2 separate regions of the Sus scrofa genome follow, and region 1 is linked to region 2. The links are chromatin contacts, called in public Hi-C maps. All regions are on one chromosome and are shown on one strand. Each heading gives the region's core, a stretch centred on a gene start, on an enhancer-like site or on the middle of the called end of the contact. The rest is flanking DNA. Distances are from core to core; before and after follow the strand shown. Region 1 overlaps IL31RA (interleukin-31 receptor subunit alpha). Region 2 holds the start of SLC38A9 (sodium-coupled neutral amino acid transporter 9).

Region 1 (6,915 bases), core at 3,064-5,563, 210 kb after region 2:
CAGAATAAGCTAAATCTGAAGTTTAATGACTCTGTGAACACAGAAGAAGACAGGATTTTAAAACTCTGTTCTGCCCCCAGTGACTTTATTGACAAGTTGGTGGTGACCTTTGAGAATGTTCTGGAAGAGCTTTCCACAGAGGAACCTGAAAAGGGTCAGGAAAACACTTTGGGAGGGGAAAAGAATGAGTATGTGACCTCCCCGTATAGGCCATATTGTCCCCCTGTTTCAACCGAGACCCCACCCAGAAGATCCCAGCACCCATGTTCTGGGATGCCAGAGGGGACCTGCTCAGAAGCCAGAGAGCAGCATCTCCCTTCGGCCCAAAGTTTAGGGCCAGACCACCTCTGTGTGGATGGCTCACCAAACCCATACTTGAAAAATTCGGTGACAACCAGAGAATTTCTTGTGTCTGAAAAACTTCCAGACCAAACCCAAGGAGAACCCTAAATGCCGTCGTGGCTTGACTCCCTCTGCATCTCAGTGTGGGTGACTCACAGAAAGAAGACATCAGGACTTGGTCAGAAGAGCTTCCTCGGCATCTCCCCATCCTGCTCGTGTTACAGAAAGCCTTGCATCCTGCTGAGCAGCTCGTTGAGCTGGGTGGGCACAGACGGGCAGCGTGCTTGAGAAGAAAGGATGGTGAGGAGCCCGAGCACTTTGCAGATGGAAAGCAACGTGTTTTCTTTTGTTCAGATAACAAGCTCTCACTGAGGCTCTGACAGATTGACTTGGAGGGGCAGTGGACCCCAGAGGGCCTTCCCTAGGAACTGGGCCATGGGCATAGCCTTTGCTGGGGCCACTCCTCATGGTTCCAGAAGAGACTTGGCCTGTTACCAAGAGACAGTTGTTTAGTCAGCACTTGAGCACTCTGGTGGAAGGCAAGGGTCTCTCCCTTCACCTTGACCTTCTGGGCTCCAAGCTCCACCTCCAAAGCTGCCCTGACATCATTTTAGAGATTATGTCTATCTCTCAGCATAGGGGTGGGAAGTGGGGGGACTTCCCAGTGGTGCACCTGAAACGCCTCATTACCCTTCTTAAATCTCAAGTGTCTGTAGCAATGCCCCACTAGGTCACTTGCCCTTGGTCTGCTCCACACCGGTGGCTGGCGGGTTGAGAAACGAGAGAGGGCCTCTGCTGAGTGCTGGGGAATGGACTTTTGCCTGGCTGGTCTCCAGGCCATTTTCCAGCCCTGAAAACAGTTCCTGGAGGCCCTTGCTGCCCCTCCATCTTGCACCCAAGCCTGGGAATAGAAAGGCACCAGAGACTGCAGTGGCTTTTTACAGGGACTCTGGCCCCTCACCCCTGGCTCAGAGCCCAGGACTGCTTACTGAACACACCCTTCAAAGGCCTCTTCCCAGAAGCAGCTGAGCAGGGCCTGGGGACCTGCAGTGCTTAGCAACTTCACTGCTCTAATACCAGGACTCCTATCTTTCACCCGCCAAAGCCCAGCCAGTCAGTGACGCCTTTAGCCCAAGTGCTGATGGCAGATACCTGGGAACTTATGGCTGGCTCTGGGCTCATACCCTGACCACAGTGACATCAGATGACTTCCTGCTGTGTGGCTGTGACTCATCTGGCTATTGGGAGAGGTCACCGAAAGCCTGGTGAGATGGGAGCAGCCGGCTGCAGCCTTGCCAGATTGAAAGGCCGATGGTACATTTCCTAAGTTTGAGAAGTCAGTGCTTGTGTAGCGGGCACAAACTTCACAAGCCACCAACTCAGGGGCGCAAAAACATCACTACTTGCTATAACATTAACTTCTAGCCCAAGCCCCTGACCTTTTAAAGTAACTGCAGCCCAATGTGGTGATTCCTGAGTTGCCTTGGGTTTGTTAACTTAGTCACATTTGGTATTTTGATGCCCTGTCCACCAGGAACTGGGTGTGTGCATCACAGGACGTTCAGGGGAACAGTACAGTTTTGTCTCTCATTTGGTACCTGCCCAGCACTGGTCTTGGAATGTGCCTTTGGCTCCTTCCTGTCCCTGTCAAGTCACCGGCCCCTTTGCTCAACCAATTGCTGCAATGAGCTGGGGGACGCAGTGGGGGGTGCTTTCCCAAAGCTCTCTCCTCATTAAGTCTCAAGTGTCTCCAGCACCCCCACCCCCAAATTCTTCACTCCTAGTTTACAGAAGAGCAACTACTGATAAATCAAGGAGTGAGGGAAGCCTGGAGCAGGGCACTGGGACCCCGTGGCCTGAGAGCACAAAGGGACCAAACAAAAGGGATACCCAGGATTCCTGGCTGTGGTGGGCTCTCTCTGCCCTGATATCTCCCCACCCCCAACTGTTGTGCCCCAGGCACGTCTATGACCCGCCTGCCCCCAGAGTTCCAGATGTGGTCCTTTCCAGCCTACTTCTGATTTGTGAACTTACAGAAGGTCCTCGCTTTGTACCCCACACCTCTCCTCTCTCTCCTGTGACCCTCTGCCACCTCCAGCTGGTGGTGGGGTGGGGGGGGAAGTGCGCAGAGTGGGTCTCCCTAAGCTTGTTTGTCTCACACCTGGATGGGGCTTTTGAGCCTCCACTCCAAGGGTCTGCTGGCTGGGGAGAGAGAAAAGGCCGCAGGCGGCTTCAGTGAGTGGGTTTCAGAGATGAAGATGTTACCCTCAGCTCTCCCTCCCTTAATCATTTCTCAAAGCCTGAAGCATCTTCTGATGAACATTTGGCACATACCATACCCCTGGCCCTTCCTCTGTTTCATTTCTTCTTCCCTTTTCTCACTTTCCTTCTTGCCTCCTATCTTCTGCTTTTTTCCCACTACTCCCAGCAGCTTCTCATCCTTTTAACTCTTCCTTTTTTTTTAATTTCTTGTTTCTGTTTTTATTCCTTTCTCCCCTTTCCATCAGCCCCCTTTGGTCATTTTCCAAATTTACTTTTGCTTCCTTTGGGGGCTGGGAAAATTGGGGCTCTCTGGCTCTAGATGGCCAAGGTGACTTCGTAGGAGTTAGCACTTGCTGCCAGTAAGAGGAGCAGGTGACCCAGGACCCCAGGAAGTACATTCAGTGCGCCACACACTTTGCTTTCCAGAGCAGATTATGGGACGTGGCCTAAAAGAAGCCACTGGTGACCTTGCTCTCTTGGATCCAGTCATGAACTATTCCTGCTCCCAGGGTCTTGAGCTGGCTCTGTGGCCGGACGGAGAAGGCCATCTGCATTTTTTTCTCTGTTACTGTCAAACAGATATTGAGAGACACAAACAGGAAAACTTGCGTTTTTAGTAAGGTCACCGATAAAATTCCCATTAGAGTTTTCTAGGGCTCTGGGAACCATACAAACAGCTCTGTTGGTGCCCTATTAATAGCCTTTCTTTTACAATAATGTCAGAAACATTTTAAAATTATGGCAGAGAAGCCAATCTGTGGTTAAAAAAAGAGAGAGAGAGAGAGATACCTTCATTATTTCTCTGGGAGGCTGCAATAAAACACAGTAAAAACCATGTGGGATGAGGGGCTGGGTGGGGGTGGGGGTTTGAAAGAGGCAGGAGATGGGGAGAGAAGGGAGAGGTCTGTCATGGGTCTAGCCATCGCCACGGCTGCTGTCACATCGGGGGAGCATGTGCCCAGACCCTCCTTAGGGGATTCTGTCACCCTCTCCAGTGGCCCCTGGTTACTACTGATGCTACAGGCATGCTTCACCCCAAGAGTTGGCCAGCCGGCTCTAGGACCAAATCTGGGCTCTGTTTTTGTAGGGCCCATGAGCTAAAAATGATGCAGACATTTTAAAAGCCTGGAAAACAAAATTGAAGGAAGAATAATGTTTGATGACATGGGAAAATTCTATAGAATTCAAATTTCAGTGTCCATCGCTGAAGCTGAATTGGAACCCAGCCACACCCATCCTTGAATACCGTCGACAGCTGCTTTCGCTCTACAAAGGAATTGAGTAATTGTGACAGAGTTTCTCTCTGTGACAAAGCCTAAAATGTTCACCATCTGGCCCTTTACAGAAAGTTTGCTGACCCACCCCTGTGTAGTCCACAGTCATGGGGCTCAGACGGCACAGTGTTTTAACTTTGAAGTAGCTGCTCGTGGGGAAAAAGAAAAAATCAGGCTCTGTCATTCTGGATTTCTATGGGAATAGGGATGGCCCCCTTAGAAGGGCTCACACCCTCTGGCTCCCGCTGCCCTCACAGTCCTGGTCCGTCCGCTGCCCTAGGCTAAGCTGGAGAGTCCGTAGCTATTCATCACTGACTCCAGTGGTCCTCCACCCCGGGTCATTTTGTCTCCCATCCCCAGCTGGCAGACATGTGGCAATGCCTGATGTTCTTTTGGGAGGGTACCACTGGCATCTAGTGGTAGAAGCCAGCAATGACGGTATACCTACCATGCTCAGAATGGCCCTGCAACAGAGAATTACCTGGCTCAAGGTGTCAGTGGTGCGGAGGTGAGAGATCCTGGCTGAGCTAACCTCTGCCCTGGACCCACAGCACTTGCCATGGGTGCAACTCGGCATCCATACACAGCTCTAGGTGTCCCTCCTTTTTTTTTTTTTAATTTAAATTTTGTTTTGGACTCACCTTTACAACATCAACAACAAATATCTCTAAATCCCAATTATTTGCATCATTCTTATTAATTCACTCCTGATATGCTCTGTGTGTCCCTACACACGTTTTCATCTAGTTGCAAGGGATATATCGATTTGTTGGTGGTCTCCCCTTAATATTATTTCATGTGTAGAATTCCGAGTGTGAAATAGTTCACAGTGGCCAGGTGGGACTTCTTGGTGTGCCTGCATGTTGTGGTTTGCTAAGGATTGTTTTAAATGTCCTCCTCGTGTAGAGAGAAACTTCACTGAACATGTCACACAAAATCTTCTTTTTCACCTTTCTCTCCATTCCTTGGGGATCTTTCGAGAAGTAGAATTGCTGGGTCAAAGTTGTATGGTTACTGCATGACTGTGCCCACCCAAAGCTACACTGGTTTGCCATATCACCAGACCTGTCGGAGCTATCTTTTTGTCCTTTTTCACTGATAATCAGCCATTCACCGCTGTAACCTAGATTTTGTCAATTTACTGGGTATGGTTAATGAAACTTCAGAGGTATTCACGTTGCTTAAATCATTGTGAAGCTGAACTTTTCTCATCTACATTTTATCGTCCCCATGTCTGCCTGTCGACATTACAGAATCTTCTATTTCTAAGCTCCCAGGGGCACTGAGAGATCAGCTGAGCTGCTAGAAATTAGAGGTACTCAGCAGGACCTGAGAACAGTTGTCGGACTTTGTCATTTGGTTGACTCTTTAAAATATGTGGGTTTTGTAGGGCATTTTCAAAGAGAAATTTAACACTGATGTATTTTGTTCATTGTTTTATGTAAACGTTAATTAGCGACAAGGCCTGTTTGTGATCAAAGTATGTGTTGTCAGCAGTGTTGTGCACTCTTGTTGGGTGGGGGTCTGGTGCAGAGCCTGACAAGGTCATCAGCAGGCTTCGTTCCTGCAGCAGCTTTTTCTGCACACTGGAGTCAGTGGGCAGAGATTGCTCAGAAGCACAAACAGCCCCAGTCCACATTTGCAAAAGCCTAGAGGCCACCCCTCCCCTCAGCTCAGAGCTCCTGCCGGCCGCTCTGTCCCTTGCTGCCAAGAAAGGCCTGGGAGAGGTAAGGGGAGGGAGTCCGCAGAGCACAAAGCCAGTGTCCACAAGCCGAGCTGTTTGAGGGGATCTGCATGCTGGGGCTGCTGATTCTCTTTTTTGGGAATGGGGCCCTCTATCCTCCCCAACTTCACTACATGTGTAGAGTGAAATGCCAGGAACGCATCCTGAGGCCTGGGCTTTGAAATGTAAATCAGTGTGCAAACCAGAATGATGATGACAGTGAAGACAGCTGACCCTGTGTACCAGGAAATCTGCCTCTTTGTGAGCTGTGCCTGTTGTCTTTTCCCCATATTGTTCCTATGTCGATGCAACATGTAATGCATGTGCATGAAAGTTGTGTATCCTAAGGAGAGTAGGAAAATGTGGTTATTGTAACGAGAACCATCTTTCAAATGCTTTGTTTTAAGTACATTTAGATTTTGATCTTGCAAACAATAAAAACCCTCAGATGTTTGTTTTTTTTTTTTTGGAATGCTGTACTTCCATTTTAAAGTTTTACTCACTCAGATGTTTAAAATGAGACTTGAAAATGTAAAAACATGAGAGGTCTTGTGACTGTGGGCGACACAAGAGCTCCAGGTGCCCAGGAATCAGCCAGGGGGCAGTTGCTCCTGCACACACCTCCCGCCAAGGACCTAGTGGGGGGTGGGGGGGAAGAGGAAGGCCTTATGCTGGCTCACACCATCCCCCTCAACTCTCCCCCTCCCCAGTTGTCCTCCTACTTGATTCCTCCTGGCGGCATTTCACACTCCTACCAGCTGCTCCAGCTCCCTGGGGTCTCCCCTCACTGCTCTGAGCAGATGACGTGAACCCGCTGTTCCGGGAGGGTCTCAGAGGCAGAGACAGCTCCATCCCTTCCTGTGCCTCTGCTGTACTTTCAGCTCCTCCTTCTGCAGCAATTCCTTTCTTTCTGCCTCTAAATGTGCTCTGGTCACCTCCATCTTAAAAGAAAAGTTTCTCCTTTTTTATTTCTTATTTTGTTTATTTGGGTTTTCTCTCTCTTCTTCTTGGTGGGTCTGGCCAGAGGTTTGTCAATTTTGTTTACCCTTTCAAAGCTCTTGGCTTCATTGGTGTTTTTTTTTTTTTTTTTTTTTCTTTCCCTATTGTTTTTGGAATCTCTATTTTATTGATTTCCTCTCTGATCTTTATGATTTCCTTCCTTCTGCTGACTTTACGTTTTGTTTGTTCTTCTTTTTCTAATTCTTTTAAGTGGTAGGTTAGGTTGTTGATTTGAAATTTTTCTTCTTTTTTGAGGAAGGCCTGTATCGATGGAAATTCCCTCTTAGAACTGCTTTTGCAGCATCCCATTGATTT
Region 2 (7,524 bases), core at 2,668-5,167:
GTTTTTTTGTTGTTGTTTTTGTGTTTTTGGTTGCACCTGCAGCATATGGAAGTGCCCAGGCTAGGGTTAAATGGAAGCTGCAGCTGCTGGCCTACACCACAGCCACAGCAACATCTTGGATCTGATGCTATAGTCACAGCAATGCCAGATTCGAGCTGTATCTGCAACCTACACCACAGCTCACAAAAATACAGGATCCTTAACTCACTAAGCAAAGCCAGGGATCGATCTGAATCCTCATGAATGCTAGTCGGGTTCATAACCCACTGAGCCACAATGGAAATTCCCAAGATCTCCTAAAATTTAATGAATTAGGTTGAGAGGTGCTGGAATTTCATAGCAAATATTACAAAGATGGTAACAAACAATAGTGCTATCAATGATTAATTAAAATGTTAAAATTTCCATAGCATTAATTTGCTGTAGACATAACACTAACATAGGGAGCTAAATATGCAAGATGATATAAATAGGTATATTTACTTCTAATATCTCAGTTAATCCTCTGACCTTCAAAACAAAGTCCCAGATGCAAGACTATTAATGTCAAAGATAAGTTATTTAATAATGAGTCCCTAAGCATTTATTTTAAAATTGATTTTAGTATGGGGTCTCAATGCAAAAACAGCTCATTGATTTGCTTGCTGGTACCTGTGCTGAAGCACTTATCTCCATAAAAAGAACATAGAGGACAAAGAAAGGGAAGTTCCTGTTGTGGCTCAGTGGTAATGAGCCTGACTAGTATCCATGAAGATGGGGTTTGATCCCTGGCCTTACCCAGTGGGTTAAGGATCAGGTGTTGCCCTGAGCTGTGGTGTAGGTCACAGACATGGCTCAGATACCACATTGTTGTGGTTGTGGCTCTGTGGCCAGCAGCTGTAACTGCCGATTCGACTCCTAGCCAAGGAACTTCCATATGCCACAGCTGCAGCCCTAACATGAAAAAAAGAAAAAAGGATGCTCCTACATGTTAAAAGGTATTGAGATAGGAGGAAAACAGGCCCTTGGGCTGCAAATGGCTGGAATTTGTGAGGCTGAGTAAATTGGGCCTTGTTTCTCTTTGGCATTTCAAGGAAAAAAAGTTAATGGCCAGGAGCTAAGCTCTGCTGGATTAAAAAAAAATAAGATGACCACATCAATCATAAGGCTATGGAGACCTCCCTAACTGCACATGCACAGAAAGGAGTCAAAAATGGAGGGGACAGCAGGCCATAATAAGTTTTGCTAACTTTCCCATAAGCCCTTGTGCTGGAATCCATCTTGGCTCAAAGACGAATGTGCATATCAGAGAGGGTCCTGGGTCCAGTCATGTTTGAGAACTAAAATAAGATAATCAGCCAAAGGAGAACAAAGATCTTGAAGCAATGACCCTATATAAGAGATTTAAATCACCCCTTTAACACCCTTTCCACTAGTGGGGCATCCACACGCCTCTCTGAGTATGTTGTTCTGCTTTCAAACCACTTCCCTGTGTGCTCTCCTACATGTGCTGCGCTTATAATAAACTTTGAGCCTTTTTTTTTTTTTTTTTTTTTACCATTTTTGCCTCCTTGAAACATCCTTGCTTTCAACAGGGGGCAAAAATCAGAGCAATTCTGCTTTTAGCCCCTAGCCTCTAGCCGGCTTAGTGGTTAGGATTCTTAGTTTTCACCTAGGCTGCCCAAGCCCAGTTGTTGAGTATCTATGCCAAGATGCTAGCAACAATCTGCAATAGGAGGCGCTATCTTTTGCCCAAAGAAGTGGATTGTGGACCCACCATACAAGTATTTATGTGCAACAATTACTATTAACTCATACTTCTGTATATAGTAGCCTTTTAGATACTATATTTACATTCAGTTTACCAGGCCAGGGACTGGTTTTGTTTTGTTTTTTTTGTTTGTTTTTTTGTTTTTTTTTCTGTAAACGGCCAGACAGTAAATATCATATGATCTATGCAACTACTTTGCCTTGCAGCACAAAAAACAATACCTAAATGAGTGAACATGGTTGTGTTCCAGTAAAACTACACAAAGAGTTAAATACATTTGGCAGTAGGTCAGATTTGGTCATAGTTTACCCACCTCTGTAGTATGCTAGTATTAAAGCAAATGGAACCATCATCATTACAAAGGCAACCTGCAACCTGGTGAAAGCAGTTATGTATGTTCTGTATGTTCTTCTATATAAATCTATAACTTCTATAAAGTCCAGTAACAAATTTATCTAAACCTCTTTCTTATGAATTGCTCCATGGTTAACAGGAGCTACAATGCTGATATTCTGATGCTACAGTTAGAACATCCTCCCAATCTGATCAATACATCCTTCAAAAGGTGTTAAATTTGACAGTGCTGGAGGACAATGTAGTTTAATAGAGAAATCACCAGTCAAAAAAACAATGCAATGGCACTAACGGAGCTCTCCTCCCACATTAGGAACACTAAATGCTCTCAAGTTATGTTTTAGGCAGTAAGAAAGAATACTGGCAAAGGACTGAAATTTGTGTGCTATAAAATGCATGCCTGGTAGAAATTTTTAGCCTCTAAATGATTTTTTTTAAAATTTATGCTCCTATTGCCTTTTTAAAAAAAACTCTGTAAATTACTGTTTTAATTTGTAATTTGGGTATTCCCATTCTTCTAAGCTATTTACTTCTTATTGTAAATATTCAAGGTATTACAAAAATCACAATAAACAGCATATTGTTTTTACGTATGTAATAGATATGCAGCATTTAAAATTGAGAGAAGAAATCTAAGGTAACTGTTCTCACAGCTTCAGCGGGCAAATGGGAAACGGAAGATGAATTTTATTTGCTTCCAGGCAAATGAACTATAAGTGACATCTTAGTATGCTACCAGCCTTTCATCTTAATATGAAGCTTGTAGTTTGTGAGGCAAGCAGATTTTTGTTCAAGTTAAGACAAGAGTTTTTAACAAAAGTTAAAAACCTTTCCCTTGAGGGGCTGCCTGTTATCCTGCATAGGACAGCAGTAAAAGATAACAGGAAGGGGAACAGGTTAGAGTTTGCTAATCTACTGATCTGAGCAATAGATTATGGCATTGCTTGAGAATCATGAAAATTAGGTTTTAGTCAAGTTGGCCATTAACTGGTTGTCTGCTGGTGAGCAAGCCAGGTTCTTCAACTCGGTGGACCTCAGTTTCCTCACCTGGAAAGTGAGAGAATGCACTAGACTAGCTGCTCTCAAAGGCCCCTTTCAGCTCTGTTCTTCTAAGACAGGAAGATGTCAAGCCAGCAGCTACGAGGGCACTGGCTCTCACAATCGAGCCAAAGAAAAGCATGACAAAGACTTACTTGGCCCTCACCATCTGTAGTCCTAGCTCAAGGCACCAAGGGCTTTTCCCTGCATTCCCTTTTCCGGCCCTCTCCTACTCGGGACAGAGAAGGGTCTCCCCACTCCTCCCAATTCTCCTCCTCCCTCCTTCTCTCATCCGGGTGTTCACCTCCTGTAACCCTGTCTTTTCCCAAAGGCTCCAGCAGACTCCGATTCCCACAGTACCTCCAGTTCTCTCAGCCCCCGACCGAGGCCCTGACTTGGTCGCACCCGAGCCCTGTAGGAGCTTGCGCCGCCCCTCCGGAACCATCTCCTCCGGCCCGGGCTTTGGCCTCACAGCTCCCGCAACCGGCCACTGTACCGACGCGTTTCACCAAAGAACTTCCCCAGGTGACAGCCGGCTCCGCCGCAAGCTCAGCTGTTCCCGCTGCTTCCCCTCTGTTCCCTCCGCTCCCTCCCGCAAGGTGAGTTGGCAAGACCCGAAAGGTGCTCTACCTGTGCAGGCCAAGCCATTAATCTCACAGAAAGCGGTAAGAAGGCTGACACCCCTTACCCACTCGTCTAACTTGAGGCAGCCAGGCTTCCCGTTCCCTGAACAGGAAAAGACAACGGCCTAAATCGCGGGGGCCGGCGGGGGATGGAGTTCTAATCCAGCCGCCGCAATCAAACCTCCCGCCGCCAGGGACTACAACTCCCAGGAGGCTCTACGACAGCTAACACGCCTCCCGCCTCAGAGCCCAGCCCTCCGGCTTCGGGAGGCGGGGCTGCCTAGGCGGGCAAACCATGACTGATCTGCAATCTCATGTTTGCACCAGAGGAGGTTGCTGGCCCAAGGCACTTCAGACGTCTGGGAGGGTGCACAGCCTGCAGTTCTTACAGCCCCAGAGGCCCCATAAGAAAGGGCTGACGTGACATTTCTGTCTAGGGTTGACCTCTTATTATCTCTCTTCTCAGGCTTTTCTGTGCTCTGTTCTTTCGTCACATGCTTGAACCCTGCGGACACCAAGGAAGGCTGGCTTGAAAAAAAAATTGTTGGGTTGGCACTTTCCCTCCCTTGTCTAGACGCTTACGTTTTTTTATTTTTGACGTGTTGGCATATTAGTCACTAAGCTAAAAGAGGGACTTATTGGAGGATTTTAGCACCCTCTCCCCATCCCTAATAATTTCTCCCAAAGCCACCCCAAGTAAAAATACAGTATGAATAAAATTAGCGTGCTTGTTATAAAAAGTCTGCTCAAGGTAAGTCTTCTGAAAAACATATGGCAATACCTAAGGTCTTACAAAGGAAGACGATGGCTTTTTTTTTTTTAACAATCAGGAAAAATCGAACAATGCACTGTCATGTGTTAAGAATCTAAAATTAAAGAGCCCAAATTTTAAAAATGGCTAATATTGAGTGCCAAGCATTTTACTTACAATATCTCTTTAAGTCTTTACCATCATTCTAGAAGTGTATATTGTCTCTATTTTACAGTTTTCAGGAAACAGTCCTAGAGCATTTAAATGAGTTACCCAAGGCTGAACAACTATCAAGTGGCAGATGATCTGGAATTCAAATTGAGGTCTTACTCCAAACTTGTGCTCTTAAACACTGCCTCTGTTATTGAGGGTTTGGCAAGGCCTATGATGCGAAGAATATTGCCTTTAAAGCAGATAAATGTTACTTTGCTAATGGTGTCCTTATTAAAAAATTTTGCAACTGCTCTTTAGCCTGTTTTCAAATCAACAGTACATTCTTTTGATAGCTCCAGTGACAACAAAATTTTTTTTATTTCTCTGCTTTTCAGGCTGAGCAAATATTTTTAGGCAAGGCTGAGAAACGCAAAAGTTAGTGGTATGGAATCGTATCAGCAAGAATGGCTGAATAAGGAACTTGAAAACTATCCCTCCATAAAAGCAACAAATAAGCTGGCGAAACCATCAGAATCAACTTTTTTGGTACTCCGGAAACTAATTAATTAAAAAAAAAGTAACAACACTTAAGAAAAAACTGCCGAATTTTGGCAAGAGAGTTCTATGATCATCTCAAGCTTGGCAGAGACCTTGAAGACAGCAGCAAATATCCCTGGTGTAGGTTGCTGGTACCAGAGGGAGCAATATGGATCTTATTCTAAAGGAGTTGTAATTATGTGTTTTGACCTATCTTGTGGTTGCCTGATGGTTTGGTTCTAGGGCTTACCTTTGTTTCACCTACTTTCAAGCCTCCCCAGGGCTGAGGCAGCTTCTGAGACAGTGATTGCCAGAAGGATTTAAAGCAAATGTATTAGCCACTGCCGTCAGGGAAGGGATAACAGTTGGTGCAAGTAATAAACAGACCAAAAAGCCTAGGAAGGAAGGGGCTGGGGAAGCAGATACTTGAGGAGTGAGTGTTTTCAGAAGCTTCCTCTTATTCTGGGGAATCTGGACACAAGCTCAGAAAAGACCTGAGAAAACCCCAAACTCTCACTTCTGGCTGACCTTCAGACTCTGTGCAAGCAGGAAGTGAAGGCTAATGCAGAATTGTAAAGTATTTTGCTAAGCCTTGAAGGTAACATACAGCTAATTGGCAAAGAGTGGGAGAGGGGTTTTTTTTGGGGGGGAGGAGGGCATTTTGGCTGTTTATTATTTGCTTCTAGGCATTTAATAAGGACATCTCTGTTAAATTACTAGCTGACTACTAAGCTAATGGAACAGAGTGGTTACACAACAAAACATACAGACTTTATAGAATTAGTAGACTGGTAGTTGAGTCTGTTTCTGTCACAATTTCCTCGGTCCCTGTTTCACCATAACAAAGCTTTGGAACGGCAGACATTTTACAAATTTATTAAAGTGAAAGTACATTTTCAGAGAGGGAGAGAGGACTCACGTGTGCATGGTTTTAAAAAAGGAAGGCGTGACTCACTCTGCAATGGTCTTTATACCCCACAGTGCAACCTGAGTGGAGACCCAATTTGATCTTCAGATTGGTCTTGGGCAGGATACCTTACTTGCTTGGGGAACAGGTTATAGGTGGCCAGGTGAGGAATGGGCGACATTTCTAGCAGGGAGTGAGAAGCCTAGGCTGGTCAAGGTGGGGGAAGGGGCATAACAATGAGACATGGCGAGAGGCTTTGGGGTTTAATCTCCTTCAGGGGACTTGAAGCCTGTAACATGTCTAGAAGCTTGATCGTATTTAAACTTGATTTTTTTTTTTTAAATGGCTGTACCCATGGCATATGGGACTTCCCCAGCCAGGGATTAAATCCAAGCCTTAGCTTCAGCAATGACAAATTCTTTAACCCACTGTGCTGGGCCAGTTGTTGAACCTGCACCTCCACAGTGACCCGAGCCACTGCAGTTGGATTCTTAACCTGCTGCACCACAGTGCGAACTCCTAAACTTGATTTTTAATTAATTTTTAAAAATTTATTTATTTTTTTGGCCATGCCCAAGGCATGCAAAATTTCCTTGTCATGGATCAAACCCATGCCATAGCAATGACAATGCTGAATCCTTAACTCGTTGAGTCACCAGGGAACTCCTAAACTTGATTTTTAAAATCAAGCCATTTGGAGTTCCCATCGTGGCGCAGTGGTTAACAAATCCAACTAGGAACCATGAAGTTGCGGGTTCGGTCCCTGCCCTTGCTCAGTGGGTTAACGATCCGGCGTTGCCGTGAGCTGTGGTGTAGGTTGCAGACACAGCTCGGATCCCGCGTTGCTGTGGCTCTGGCGTAGGCCAGTGGCTACAGCTCCGATTCAACCTCCAGCCTGGGAACCTCCATATGCTGCGGGAGCAGCCCAAGAAATAGCAAAAGGACAATAAATAAATAAATAAATAAATAAATAAATAAATAAATAAATAAAAAGATAAAAAAAAAAAAGAAAATCAAGCCATTATAGATGGGTTTCATACTTATCACATCAGGAAGCACATTTCTGGAATTCTTTCATTTGTGATATTAAGGCTATTCAGTGGTCTCAAATACTGTCTCTTAAAAAGTTCCCTTTCAGCTTTTCACCAGTTGTTGATGGTCAATAGCCATTGATGGTGATCTGCTAGATCAGAGGTTCATGTCACCTTTAGTGTCTGAGTAAATTTTTTCAGTGTCCTTAGTTTCTGTTTACTAAGTAGTTAGGGCCAAACAAATTAATGCCCTAATACCCTGTTTATGTCCTCACAACTTAGTAGCCATTAATTAATTAATTAATTAAAAATTTTTAATTATAGTTTATTTATAATGTTCTGTCAATTTCCTGCTGCACAGATAAGTGACCCTGCCATAC

What was found. A called contact is a pair of places that touch in the nucleus more often than the background predicts.
Region 1: a Hi-C map of liver shows a contact between it and region 2, with 8 times the contacts expected there. The contact joins the enhancer-like site here to the promoter of SLC38A9 in region 2. A contact is called at or near these places in 5 of 47 Hi-C or Micro-C datasets (alveolar macrophages, brain, fetal heart ventricle and 2 more) and 1 of 2 datasets of contacts at active chromatin or transcription factors (alveolar macrophages).

What each region holds. Positions count from the first base shown.
Region 1 is chr16:35,065,313-35,072,227 of Sscrofa11.1, forward strand. IL31RA (interleukin-31 receptor subunit alpha) reads left to right here. Exons shown (of 15, transcript XM_021076775.1): 15 at 4-6,055. The coding sequence ends at 450. Among named protein-coding and RNA genes, the nearest start is that of IL31RA, 81 kb to the left of the region's middle. Within about 2 kb of position 4,314, at least 18 of the 83 cell types and tissues checked have an H3K27ac peak or open chromatin away from gene starts, as enhancers often do. A contact at or near this core is called in liver, where this site is marked.
Region 2 is chr16:34,854,871-34,862,394 of Sscrofa11.1, forward strand. SLC38A9 (sodium-coupled neutral amino acid transporter 9) reads right to left here and starts at 3,918. Exons shown (of 16, transcript XR_002339779.1): 1 at 3,773-3,918. It overlaps LOC102165748 (a long non-coding RNA gene), which reads left to right and starts at 3,606. Exons shown (of 3, transcript XR_308406.3): 1 at 3,606-3,741.